Regions from separate parts of the Mus musculus genome. Here regions 2 and 3 are each linked to region 1. Evidence: chromatin contacts called from public HiChIP or PLAC-seq and promoter capture Hi-C data. All regions are on one chromosome and are shown on one strand. The core of a region is the stretch at or near the end of the contact, and the rest is flanking DNA. Distances in the headings are between cores, read along the strand shown.

Evidence for each region. HiChIP or PLAC-seq counts read pairs in DNA pulled down with a chosen protein or histone mark. Capture Hi-C pulls out chosen DNA fragments and counts their contacts.
Region 2: a contact with region 1 is called in an H3K4me3 HiChIP or PLAC-seq map of embryonic stem cells, with 21 read pairs. The contact joins the promoter of Hcn4 here to the enhancer-like site in region 1. A contact is called at or near these places in 6 of 39 promoter capture datasets (the 3T3-L1 cell line, embryonic stem cells, neural stem cells and 1 more), 6 of 484 Hi-C or Micro-C datasets (the C2C12 cell line, adipose-derived mesenchymal stem cells, cortical neurons and 3 more), 14 of 115 datasets of contacts at active chromatin or transcription factors (VIP interneurons, cardiomyocytes, craniofacial prominence and 8 more) and 1 of 9 other capture datasets (adipose tissue).
Region 3: a contact with region 1 is called in a promoter capture Hi-C map of adipose tissue. The contact joins two enhancer-like sites. A contact is called at or near these places in 1 of 15 datasets of contacts at CTCF or cohesin (large pre-B cells), 25 of 484 Hi-C or Micro-C datasets (3T3-L1-derived adipocytes, B cells, B-cell progenitors and 14 more), 7 of 115 datasets of contacts at active chromatin or transcription factors (T-cell acute lymphoblastic leukemia, bone marrow-derived macrophages, embryonic fibroblasts and 3 more) and 4 of 9 other capture datasets (adipose tissue, embryonic stem cells, liver and 1 more).

What each region holds. Positions count from the first base shown.
Region 1 is chr9:58,670,664-58,674,911 of GRCm38.p6, forward strand. All of the region lies in intron 2 of Rec114 (REC114 meiotic recombination protein), which reads right to left. Among named protein-coding and RNA genes, the nearest start is that of Rec114, 69 kb to the right of the region's middle. Within about 2 kb of position 2,123, at least 26 of the 459 cell types and tissues checked have an H3K27ac peak or open chromatin away from gene starts, as enhancers often do. A contact at or near this core is called in the C2C12 cell line, adipose tissue and embryonic stem cells, where this site is marked.
Region 2 is chr9:58,820,921-58,825,168 of GRCm38.p6, forward strand. It overlaps Hcn4 (hyperpolarization-activated, cyclic nucleotide-gated K+ 4), which reads left to right and starts at 2,029. Exons shown (of 8, transcript NM_001081192.3): 1 at 2,029-3,376. The coding sequence starts at 2,592. It also overlaps a transcript of Rec114 not described here.
Region 3 is chr9:58,540,357-58,544,604 of GRCm38.p6, forward strand. It overlaps Cd276 (CD276 antigen), which reads right to left. Exons shown (of 8, transcript NM_133983.4): 2 at 311-584. The coding sequence starts at 389. Among named protein-coding and RNA genes, the nearest start is that of Cd276, 13 kb to the right of the region's middle. Within about 2 kb of position 1,790, at least 158 of the 459 cell types and tissues checked have an H3K27ac peak or open chromatin away from gene starts, as enhancers often do. A contact at or near this core is called in adipose tissue, where this site is marked.

The DNA.
Region 1 (4,248 bases), core at 873-3,372:
GAGGGGTGGGGAGATGGGTGGGATTGGGGTACAAGATGTGAAATTCACAAAGAATCAATAAAAAGTTTAAAAACATAATCACAAAATCAAATCTTTAAAAATTAACAATTCCTTGTCATTGAGTGTCTTTGACAATATCACATTTTCCTGTCTTCTGGCTTTTTTCTACAGCCCTTCATTGTGTGACCAGACATCCAAATGCCATCCACATGCTGGCATGGCTAGGATAGCATCCTTACTCTGACATGGGGCTGCTGGGTCCCTTAGGCCTGCCGACTTTTCCCTGTCTTTTCTCATCTGCCCTTATGATCTCTGATGAGGCATTAAGTCACTGAGTCTCTAGATCAGAAATCAACAGATTTCTCTCTGGAAAGGGCTAATGAGTAAATATTATAGGAGTGTGAACTTAGGCCTGTGGTGTGAGAAAGCACCACAGACGAACAAGTGTGGCTGCTGGCCAGCAAGGCTTTACCATGGACACTGAAATCAGAACTTTAGACAGTCCTTCACATCTCACAATATATTATTCCTTTCTCAATGCTTTTTTAACCATTCAAAAATGTATAAATTAGGGGCTAACAATTAGGGGCTGCCTAACAATTTGATCCTTAGATCCACATAAAAAGCTAGGTGCGAGGATATAGTATAATCCTAGTGCTAGTGGGTGACAGGCAGGAGGACTCCTGGGCTGGCTGGCCAGCAGTCTAGCCTAATCAGCAAAACCAGGTCCCAGGAAGCTATGCTGCCTCAAAACTGAAGTGGATGGCTCCTAAGGAGTAACACTGAAAGCTGACCACTGGCTTCTAATTGCAAACGTGCACCCATACATTGAAGCACACCCACACCAATGCATGCATACTGCATACAAACAGGAAGAGCAAAGCTACTCACAGCCCATTGTTAGTCGTAACCCCTAGACTCACCCTCAACTAAACTCTGTTCTTGTGCCTGCAAGCATGCTTTTCATATGTATCCTGTCTCTTGTATGCCTCATAGATCAAGAACTTGATCAAATCCGGGCTCATCTTTCCTTGGATTTTGCTAGACCACAATGCGTGACTCTACCACACATAAGTGTGTCCTGTCCTATGCGTGTGAATTTAGCAGTTAGGATAAGCACTGCCTACACTCATTAATTCACTAGAAGTTGCAAAACAAACAAACAAAAAAACCTGAATTTTTGTTCCTTGTTTATTTATGAACTTGAGTATCTATGGAGGACTTCCAGCCTAGCATGGTGGCCCACATCCATCATTCCCATAGGTCTTTCAGTTTGCAGTTTCACTTACTTGGTTTTAAAGGGAAACTAGGAGAAAAGCCATCGCGTCATTTCTGCCTAAGAGGACTAAGATGGTCACAAACTCTACCCATGTTATAAACAACTTCAGACTGAACAACTTCTAGAAGCATCGTGGACACACACAGAGAAGCAAGCAAGTGCAGGAGAATTGTGGGAGCTGGGGAAAGGGACACAAGCAGGGTGTGCCTCTGATCACTGAGGCTTTGTGCTTGGAATCAATTTCCAGACTGAAGCCAGGCATGCTGGTACACATCCTGAATCCCAGCATGTGGGAGGAAGGAAGACCAGAGTTCATGGTCATTCTTGGCTACTTAGCACCTTTAAGGCTAGCCTGGGCTACATACAATTCTATCTAAACCTTAAAAAAAGATTTATAGATTTTTATGTGTATGTGTGTTTTGCCTGCTTGTATGTATGTGTATCATGTGTCATGTCTGGTGCCTAGAGGTCAAAGGAGGGTGTGTCAGATCCCCTGGAACTGGAGTTAGGGTTGATTGTGAGCCGCCATATGGGTCTGGGAATCAAACCAAGATTCTCTGTGAGAGAAACAAGTGTCCTAAACTCCTGAGTCATCTCTCTACCCTCCCCCATCTCAAAAACCTTTACAAATTAAAAAAGGAATCCAGACTGACAAAGAGAAGGAACCTACTGAGCTCAATGAGTTGAGAAGAAGGAGATGGGGAAAAGCAGATGTGGCTGGAGCTGGTTACAGGATGGCTGGAAGCAGACTGCTCTTTGGCACAGTTTCAGAAACCTGCCTCAAGGATCCCGAGACCTCTGGCTGACCTGCAGTCTCGGCACTGAAGAGATGACGCCACCCCTGGTCAAGAGTAACCTCTGGAATGAGAAACTGCACCAGGGAGACAGCCCAGCAGTCCCAGGATACCACAGGCGAGAACACTTTCTGCAGCTAGAGTTGAAAGCCTTCCCTGGATGCAGAGGCTGCTCAGGACACGGCACACCTCAGAATTCTGTGGAATCGACTGCAGGGTAAAGGCCGCTCTACCTGACCCTAGAGAGAGTCAAAACAAGTTTCCAAAGGGCCAAACTGATGGTAAGTACATAACTTGTTTCAAATCCCCAAAACTCTTTTAAGGGGCATAAAAAGAACTAGTGCTTCACAACGTAAGAATCACGTCTGACCAGAAATCGCCCGAGTATGAGATGTTAGAAAGCTCAGCAGGCTAACAACAGTTATTCAGCCTCAAGCAAAACGAGTCAGTAACAAACTGGAATTGCAGTGCCGACAGGCAGGGAAGGAGAGAGAGAAAGCTACCTGTGCTCGAGCACTGAAGAACAAGAAGACAAATCTAAAAACTAAAAAGCCGATACAAGAGTATGAGAATAAGAAGACCTAAACTGGTGTTTTTTCTGGCCTCCCACTTGGGAAAGGTTACCTCTCAGGACAAAATAGGTGTTCTTTATATTGATGGTGGGGGTGGGGGACACCCAGATGACTTTTAGTAGATGTAGGTTAGACCTCATTAAAGAGAAGCTGCCCATATCTTCACCAAAGCGTACACTGTCACTTAAAAGACAAGTGGAAGGTCCTGGGTAGAAGGAAAAGTAGGTGGTGCAGTGTGGGTGAAGGCAGAGAGACAAGACGACAAATGCGACTGAGGAAATGCAGGGCACCCTACACATGGCTGTAGGATCATGGGCAGGTTCAACCGAGAAACACGGTTTCTCAAAAAGGTCTTCACACTATGCTAAAAAGTTTTTGCTAGGCTGGGCAGTGGTGGCGCACGCCTTTAATCCCAGCACTCGGGAGACAGAGGCAGGTGGATTTCTGAGTTCGAGGCCAGCCTGGTCTACAGAGTGAGTTCTAGAACAGCCAGGGCTACACAGAGAAACCCTGTCTCGAAAAACAAAAACAACAACAAAACAGTTTTAGCTATCAAAATAATATCATTTTCTACCTTCTGGCAATGTGAGTTTGAAATACTAAGCTCGTTGGCCTAAATTAGTTGGTCTTTAGCTCTAAAAATTAATTCAAGCAGAACTAGTCAGTGCTCCTCAGAGCCACCCCAGCACATAGAACCATGTGTCCCTCTGTGCCAAAGGAGAAAGTGCAGAGCCTATGCAGTGCTCAGATGCACTGGACCAAAGGCTTCTTTTCACAACAAAGTGGGCATCTGTTAGCTCTGTCTGGGTAGCAGGTACTCTTCTCTATGGAAACATCTTCATTTTCCTTTGAAAAACTAGCTGACCCCATTCACAGGATCCAGACAAGGCTGGCCTCTTACCTGCCCTTGCTCCAGAGGTGGACAGGTGACTGTCAGCGTATGTACCTGCTTCTGACCTCTGCGCTGTGTGCTATGGGTGTGCATGAGTGTGCACATAAGCCAGTAAAGCCTGTATACATGCTGGAAGGAATGCTCTTTCCATTAGCATTGTTTGTCTGGAAGGTAAGTAAGTCGCTGGGACCCCTCTGGAGCACAGAATGCAGAGCTGGGAGACAGGGGCAGCCAGTGATGGTGTGCGAGCCCCTGGGCCCACTGCACTGACGCCCTCCCCCATTTCTGTGCAATTTTGTGAGGCAGTGGGTCTTACTCATTTACAAGAACAGAAGATGGGCTCATATTACTTGCAACCTGGTTTCTACTTTAAGACAATAGCTAAGCTATTCACTTTCACTGTTCAAATATCCATCCAAATTTCCCTGCCCAATTGCTACAGCATTTTCAAAATTCCACCTCTCCCTATTTAATAATCTAGCAATTGATGTTTAAAAATCGTACTCAAGCTGTGGCAGCAACAGAGCTGACCACTCGCCCCTTCCCTCTCACACACAGCACATCTGTCTCGGCTTCTGCGACTCCTTTGCTACCTCACTCAGTGCTGTCTTTACCACACCTCAGGCTCAGTCACCTTTAAATAGCAGGTCTCCAGCACAGAGCTTTCTAAGACTTTCAAAGAAGCTGGGGGCTATTGGCAAAGAGCAAGGG
Region 2 (4,248 bases), core at 779-3,278, 150 kb after region 1:
ATACAGAAAAAGCCTCAGCCTCAATAGGGGGTTATTATGGGTCTGACTTATCCAAGTGTCAAATCTATACCCAGAGTTGGCTCTATATGGATTGTGCTAATTTAGTTGAAGGTGAGTGAGGTGTTAGAGGAAGAGTCAACAGGAGGCCCCTGGCCAGCATGGGACAGTGGTTCCTAGGAAACAGAATCTTAGTCATATCCTCATCTTTACCCCGGGGTTCCCTTTATCACCAGTAGTTAACTTTCAGGGTCCCTTGCTTCTGGTAGAATTGTTCTGCTCTTTGTACACCCTTGTGGTGGTGCCCAAGCTTTTGAGATTAAGTTAGTCTTGTTCCCCCCCCCCCCCACACACACAAGGAACTTAATCCAGAGGCACAAGGGCTGCCTGGTGTCATTGATGTTCAGATTAATGGGGACTCACTCAATAAGAACCAGAAGTGGAGACATGACCAATATTTGGGTTAGTCAGGAAAAGATGCCTTGTGTGTAGTGCCTTCCTGCAGCTGGGTCACTGCAGGGTGGTTTCTGGTGATCAGAGAAATTGTAGCAAGGGAGGTCTTCATCCACCACCAGGCAGACAGGGCTCTCAGGCAGTTAAGAGCACTCCTCAAGGAGACCCAAGGACACTGAGAGATCGTGCCTCCCAGCATCTGTGCAGGGAACTGTCAGCTCAGAACTGCTCAAAAGTAGAAATGCCAGCTCCGGGTGATGTCATCACCCTAGACATCCCCACCCCCCATGCGAAGTTCTGTGGTCCAGTGGATAGAGCAGAAAAGGCCCACCACCCAAACCCTGCTGCCTTCCAAATCCCTACTCGGGATGTGTGTGTGGACACAAGCGGGCTAAGATTTCAAATGTAAACTTCATGCTATTCCTCAGAGTAGAGGACCCCTTTGCCTTCCTGCCCACGGGTCTGTTTCTCTACTGACACAGACTCCAACCTTCTCTGGCCAGTTCTCCCTCTGAACCGCCCCTTCACCTTTTTGTGAGCTAATGTTGGGTGTTGGGCTGTACTAAAGTGTGGATACCTAAGCTATACCTTAGGCTTGGGATTTGCCCTTAAATCGAGAATGTAATACAGGGAGCGAGAAGACGCCCAGGTGCATTAAGAGAGGGATCAAATGGGGGCTGGGGCGGTTAAAGAGTGTGTCTGGGTGGAGATGGAAGCCTCTAACGCTGGTGCACACAGATGTCTCGACTGAATGGAAGCACAAGGCGAGGGAGTCAAAGCCTTCCCCAGAGTGTCAGGTCGCCAGAGGAGCCTGCCCATAGCCTTCTGGAAGCAGCCCGTTGGTCTTGGGAACCCCACATCGAATTGCTCCGGGAAAGGCGCTGGGGAGTGGGTGGTGGGAAGTCCGGCGCTGGGATCCCGCATCTGTGACTGCTACTGTCGGCGCATTTCTTCGAAGTCTTACCTCGCAGAAGTGGGTCCACCCGCGCGCCCAGTGAGCGCCTGGAGAGTTTCCCGCAAGCCCTCCTCGCCGCGCCGGGGAAGACCCACGCGGGATTCGCCCCCCGCCCCTGGCTCAGGAAAACCCTGGGAGCCGCCCGGACTCGAAGCGTTTTCCGGAAACCCCCTCTCCAGGCGAGTTGCGGGAAAGCAGCCGCTCCGCAGCCTTACGACCGGCACGCCTCCCCGGAGGAGGGTCGGAGACCCTAGCGTGGAGACAGCGGGCTAGGCAAGGAAAGCCCGAAGCTCGCGGGAGAGACTGGGAAACCCCGCCCCCAAATCTTGAGCCCCAGCGGGAGCTCTCAGTCCGTGGCCAGCAGGAATCATTACGCGCACAGGAGTAAGGACACCTCCTACCTCAGTCCCTAAGGTCTGGCGAGGTTCCGCCCTGCGCCCCTCGCGGGGCCCGGCCCCCTCCGCCCCCCTCTATGTCTGGGCTGGGACGCCGCTGCCCCTTTAAGAAGCCCAGGTAGGCAGGCCGGGCTGCAGAAGCCGCTCCTATGGCAACCCGCGAGCTGCGGCGGCTTCATGAATATTCCGGGGCGCGGGAGCCCGAGCGCTGCCGGAGGGCGCTCCGGGAGAGGCGGAGGCTGATGTAAGCCCGGCGGGCCGCTGGGCTCCGCTCCGCTGCGGCGGGAGTCCCCAGGACTCGGCCGGCTGGGCTCAGCTAGAGGAGGCAAAGCGAGAACCCGGGTGACCAGCTGCAAAGCCCGGGCGGTCACACGCGCTGACAGCCCCAGACACCCGCCGGACGCACTCCCGGGAACCGCGCGGGCAGTGCGCTCTGCGCTCGGGAGCGGTTCCCGGAGCGCGGTGGCCGCAGCGCCGCCGCTGCCCGCGCCCATTGTTCCCCGCGGGGGCGGGGCGCCTGGAGCCGGGCCGCGCGCCGCGCCCCTGATCGCAGGAGGGAGGGAAAAGAGGGAGGGAGCGTGGGGTCCCCGCGCCCAAGCCGGGCCCGGGAGGAGGTGCAGCGCGGCGAACCCGGGGACCTGCAGCCGGACTAGGAGCCTCCCCTCGGCGCGCAGCCCGCGCGATCATGGGCTCGTGAGGCAGCGAAGGACGCGTCCTCACTGGCAGGCGCACCTGGAGCGGGTCCCCCGTGCCGCACCCGCACCGCTGCCCCCGGCCCAATCCCTGGCACCATGGACAAGCTGCCGCCGTCCATGCGCAAGCGGCTCTACAGCCTTCCGCAGCAGGTGGGGGCCAAGGCGTGGATCATGGACGAGGAAGAGGATGGTGAGGAAGAAGGGGCCGGGGGCCGCCAGGACCCCAGCCGAAGGAGCATCCGGCTGCGGCCGCTGCCCTCGCCCTCTCCCTCGGTGGCTGCGGGCTGCTCGGAGTCCCGGGGTGCGGCCCTCGGGGCGACAGAGAGCGAGGGGCCGGGCCGCAGCGCCGGCAAGTCCAGCACCAACGGTGACTGCAGGCGCTTCCGCGGGAGTCTGGCCTCGCTGGGCAGCCGGGGCGGCGGCAGTGGTGGAGCAGGGGGCGGCAGCAGTCTCGGGCACCTGCATGACTCCGCGGAGGAACGGCGGCTCATCGCCGCTGAGGGCGATGCGTCCCCCGGCGAGGACAGGACGCCCCCGGGCCTGGCGACCGAACCCGAGCGCCCGGCCACCGCGGCACAACCCGCAGCCTCGCCGCCGCCCCAGCAGCCGCCGCAGCCGGCCTCTGCCTCCTGCGAGCAGCCCTCGGCGGACACCGCTATCAAAGTGGAGGGAGGCGCGGCCGCCAGCGACCAGATCCTCCCCGAGGCCGAGGTGCGCCTGGGCCAGAGCGGCTTCATGCAGCGCCAGTTCGGTGCCATGCTGCAACCTGGGGTCAACAAATTCTCCCTAAGGATGTTCGGCAGCCAGAAAGCGGTGGAGCGCGAGCAGGAGAGGGTTAAGTCAGCAGGGTTTTGGATTATCCACCCCTACAGTGACTTCAGGTAAGAGGCCAGGTTGGGGATGCCAGTGGATGCCTTGTGTAGTTGCAGGCTCTCTTCCCAGTCCAGCCTCCCAGCCCGAGTTAACTTTACTTCCTTGCGCTGGGAGCTCCAAGAGAAGTGGGATGCCTGGAGCGTCCCAGAAACCCCCGGACCTCCTGCAGTACACTGGGAACTTCCTCAGTCTTCAGGCTCCTGTTTTCTCTCCTCCAGGGTCTGGGCCACTTTGGAGGCAAGCTCAAAGGTGTTCTGAGTTTGGCCTAGCCATGCTTGCAGCCAGGGTAGAGCACTGCTTGTCCAAGCCACGCACCTCCCCCTTAGAGGCTGCAGAGTCAAGGTGGCCGTCCTAGAGACAGCTCTAGGTCCTTCAGCTTGCAGAGAAGGGCCATGGAGGGAGATAGCCATCTTAGCAGCTGGGTCAGCTCCTTGGGTGCTGACTGCAGGTATTAATATCTTTGCTGGGCCTGTGAAGCTGCCGCCAGATTCCTCAGTCGAGGTTGCTGGGGCCTCAGGCCTAGGATGAAAGTCCTCTGCACATCTTTACTCAGCCCCTCATGTTGAGTGGTGTACCAGGAGCAGGTACCCTACACCGTTAACTTCCACACTGCCAGGGCAGAGTGACCTTGCTCACAGTGAAGATGTCTGCTGTCCTGACTGACGTGCGGCTATCTATTGATCCCCAACTGGTCCAGTGTCCCATCTCCATCCCAATGGCCTAAACTCTAGCGACTACAAGATCTCTCATGGGTTCCTAGACCAGTTAGGGAGAGAGATCCTGTCCCCTCTTGGACCTCCCGAGTCTAATGCCAGTGATCAGGAGATACCACTGAGCTGTGTCCACGAGGGGTTATGCCTTTGTCTCAGTCAAGGTTCTG
Region 3 (4,248 bases), core at 540-3,039, 130 kb before region 1:
GATGACCTGTCATCTGAGCAAAGGTTTGCAACAAAATAAAGAATGGAGTCATGCCTGTGTCTGAGGACAGAAAGTTTTCGGCAATGGTCCTGAGCAGAGTTCACACAGTGTGTTCAGGAACTTGCATTATCATAGCATACTGTCCCATTTTACAGATGAAGAAGCAGAGGCTAAGGTAAAGGAGGTTGGTGGCCTGTGGAGCCCAGAGATGGAAATCAATATGCTTCTTCAAGACAGAGACAGCCTGGCTGGAGCCCAGGGAGGAGTGGACATCCCCACATACCATCATGATCATGACCCTTCCCCTCACCTGTGAGGCAGAGGCACAGCACCCCCAGTGCTGTGCGCACACACACACCCACACTGGGGCCACCCCATCCTCGAAGCATCTTCCTGTGAGACAGCTGACAGCTGGGCTCTCCGTGGCGAATGGCTGCTCCTGCCCGTGGAAGAGGAAGAGGGGCCTTTGTCTCGAAGTTCCTCCAAAGGCCTCAGGATCATCCAAATCCAAGTGGGAAGAGGCCAGGCGGCCAGCCAGACAAAGCCGATGAGCTTGGGGTCCAGGCTGTACCAGGTCACTTTGGCTGATGGGAGAAATGGGACAGTAAAGGGGTAGACTTTAGACAGACTTAGGGTTCAACTTGAAACGTCTACTCAACTACTAAAGGTAGCCAGGAGCCACTGAGGGTTCTGGAATAAAGAAACCACATTGTCAGGGCTACTTCGATAGCATGTGCAGGGTAGATGAAAGGGGCCAGCCGAGTGATAAGGCAGGAAGAGATCACAGTGACAGTATCTGAGAGCATAGGACACGGGAAGGCAACTGTCAAGACACTTGGTTCTGAGACCTGGTTATTGGGGCAGGAAATGTGGAGCCTTTTGTCCAAGGCATGTTAGGTTAGGAGCATGTGTGCAGAAACCCCAGGACAGAGCCCTAGCTAGGAGTAGCAGAAATGTAAGGATGTGGAGTCTGGGAGAGACATCTGCTAGTTTAATACACATGTACCAAACAACCAAGGCCCAGCAGAGAAGAAAGAGACCAGGGGCAGGGCTGGGGTCAGCGTCAGGCCTCAGCAAGAGTTGGATCGCTTACAACAGACCAAGCCTAGCCCAGGGTGGTCCCAGACTCCCCTGGGTTTAGCTTGCAGGTGCCTGACTCAGGCAGGCTGCAGGCACTTCTTGTGTCTCTTGCTGTTGCCTGCTCAAGCCATGTGACCCATGTCCACCCGTCCCACCTAACAGTAATTAGCAAGAATATGAACATTTTGTATCCATGACCACCTCCAGAGATAGACCGTAGGCCTTGGTCACATTTAGCAGGAGAACCAAACAAATACATAACAATACATAACAAATACATAAACAAACCCAAACACAGGAGCTGAAAGAGCCCAATCCTTCCGAACTCCTTTTTACCTCTGATGGAGCAAATGCTGCCTACAGCCAAGCATGTGGTCTAGCCTCAGGTACACAGGGACAACCCTTCCATCCCTATCACACACTTTCTCGACCCCCCCCCCATGTCAGGCAGCTGCACAGAGGGAGTCCCTCAGCCAAACCCTGCATCCTGGCCAGCCACCCACTTCCCTGGCTGTCCACGGTTCACTGCGGGGGAAGCCCTGGGCAGCCACTTCCTTTCCAGATGCTTCCAGTCCAAAGTCTGGTGGCCTCAAAGCCTGGCTGTCTAGGTGCTGAGTCAGCAGCCCCAATTCATAGTGGCACCCTTGGGGACACCACTTCCTGCCTGACAAGGGCACCGTCAGCCTGCAGGAAAACCTAGCAGGCAGCTGCCTGTACTGCTGGCTACGTGCCACGGGAAGCTAAAGCCTACAGAGCTGCCAGCTTCTAAGGCTTCTGTCCTTGTTTACTTCTAAACAGAAGCAAAACCAGGGAGCTGGGATGTGGCCCAGCTGGCGGAGTGCTGTCCCAGCAAGTACACAGCTCCTGGTTCAACCTCTGAGCCCCTCTTAAACCAGGTGTGGTGGTACATGCCGGTAAGCTGGGCATTCCCAGACAGAAGCGGGACGATCAGGAGTTCAGGGCCATTCTTAGCTATGTAGTGAGTGAGGGCAAGGCCATCCTGGGTCACAAGAGATGCCGTCTCAAAACAAAAACAAATCCGGAGTCTGTCAGCGATTTTTGGACCCCCTCACTTGGCTGCCTAAGCCTGCCATCTAGGGCCACCAGGGACCCCTTTACTGATCCTGTAAGTCCCACATATCACCCCTACCAAACTCAATTCTCTCAGGTGCCTTCTCTTGAGACCTAAGACAGGAATCAGCTCATGTCCTCCCCTGCTTAGGAATCTCCCATGGCTCCACAATAGTTACAAGAGAAGACCTACATATCTCTACTTGTCACTGAAGGCTTTTCCTAGGATGCCTTCTCATGCTGCAAGCTATTTCCTGCTACTGGGCTTTACCCCTACCTAGAATCACTTGTGAATGTCTGTTGAATATGTGGGATCAAAGAGTCCCTCTCCTGGTCAGGCAGAGTTGAGTTTCCCAGAGCATAGCTGTTCCTCACTCCAGAAGGCCCAGGAGAGGCGTCCAGAGTGGACACTAGCCTTGTTCCCTTTGATTCTTCTCCTTCATTCTGGACTCAGGAAGCCCATCATTGTAATCCAGCCTAGACACTCCAGGGAGCCCCCACCCCCACCCCCACGAAAGACTACAGAGTGCTTTGGCCTCTTGTAGAGACACTGTAGGTAAGAGACAGCCATTCTCACTTTTGAAGCTACTGCATGCAGATTCAACCAATCCCAGAAGATTTAGGACCCAAGGACACTCTTAAGACATCACCCAATGCAGACCTAGATGGGCCAATCTTTTCCCCCTTAATCCAGGACCAGCTAAGTTTCTGTCGTGTACAACTGAAGGAACCCTTATATATATATGTAGATTCGCCTGTGCGTTGGACAATCCCTTTAATAATGCATGGAATACCTGTAGCAGAGGCCGTGGGCACAAAGGTGACTAATGTGTCTGCATGTTCTCAAATAGCAGACCCAATACAGAAGGCAGACATGCCTTTCACTAAGGTGCACTTTAAGATTCCACGAGGGCTGCTGTGTGGCATCTGAGAGCCATCATAGCCTCCGAGTGTGTCCTGAGGACCTGGAGCAGCTCTCCACGTAAGGCTGGGCAATGTGAGATTCATCTTAGCCCCATCTGCTGCCTCTCAAGCACATCTCCTTGATATGGCAGCGTATGAAAGACCAAGGCTCGAAAGCAGAAGGAACTGAATGTGATCATCAGAACTCAGGGACTACCAGGCATGGTGGTACTCGCTCCAGGACTGGGGAGGTGAACAAAGACAGATCCTTAGGTTTACTGGCAAACCAACCCAGCCTGCTTAGTGAGCTGTGGGCTAGTGAGAGAGCCAGTCTCAAAACAGAAGCAACTAAATAAAAAAACAAGGTGGACGACAATTGAGGCTCAGCAGTCAAGGTTGTCCACTGGCTTCCACAGCTAGTGCCCACCCAAGCGCGCGCGAGCACACACACACACACACACACAATGACAGAAAATGAGCCCAAGGTTTGGGGCTCTGCCACTTCACTGTACAGTCTTACTAAGGTCTCCCACAGTGGGGGGTTGCATAAGGATGACCCTCATAGATTCATACAGTCGAATACCTGGCCTCCAGTTGTTCAGGGAGGATTAGGAGGTGTGGCCCTGTTGGAAGAGGGTTGTCAGTAAGGGCAGGCTTGAAGTTTCCAAAGATTGGTGCTGTTCCCAGTGTGCTCTCTGCCTCCTGCTTGCAGCTTAAGCTGTGAGCTCTCAATTCTTCCTGCCACCATGCCTTCGCTCTGCCATCATGGACTTTAAAGCCCTGGAACTGTAAGCTCTTAAACTTAAACTCTTCCTTTTATAAGTTCCTTTGGCCGTGGTGTTTTATCACAATTTAAAAAATGATCACACCAACTTTAAAAAAAAAAAGGGAGGAGAGTGTGGGCAGCGGGGGGGGGGGGGGGGCTGGAGAGATGATGGCCCAGTGGCTAAACGCATTTGCTGCTCCTGCAAAGCACCTAGGTTCAGTTCCCAGCACCCACATGGTGGGCCACAACCATCCGCAACTCCAGTTCCAAGAGATCTGACCCCCTCTTCTGACCTCTGGTATCAGGCACTCCCATGGTACAAGATATACGTGCAGGCAAAACATTCATACACATAAAATAAATGGCTCTTGTTTAATTTGTAATTATTCACCGAAGTCTTTAATATTTAACGTCTAAGCATTGACGTG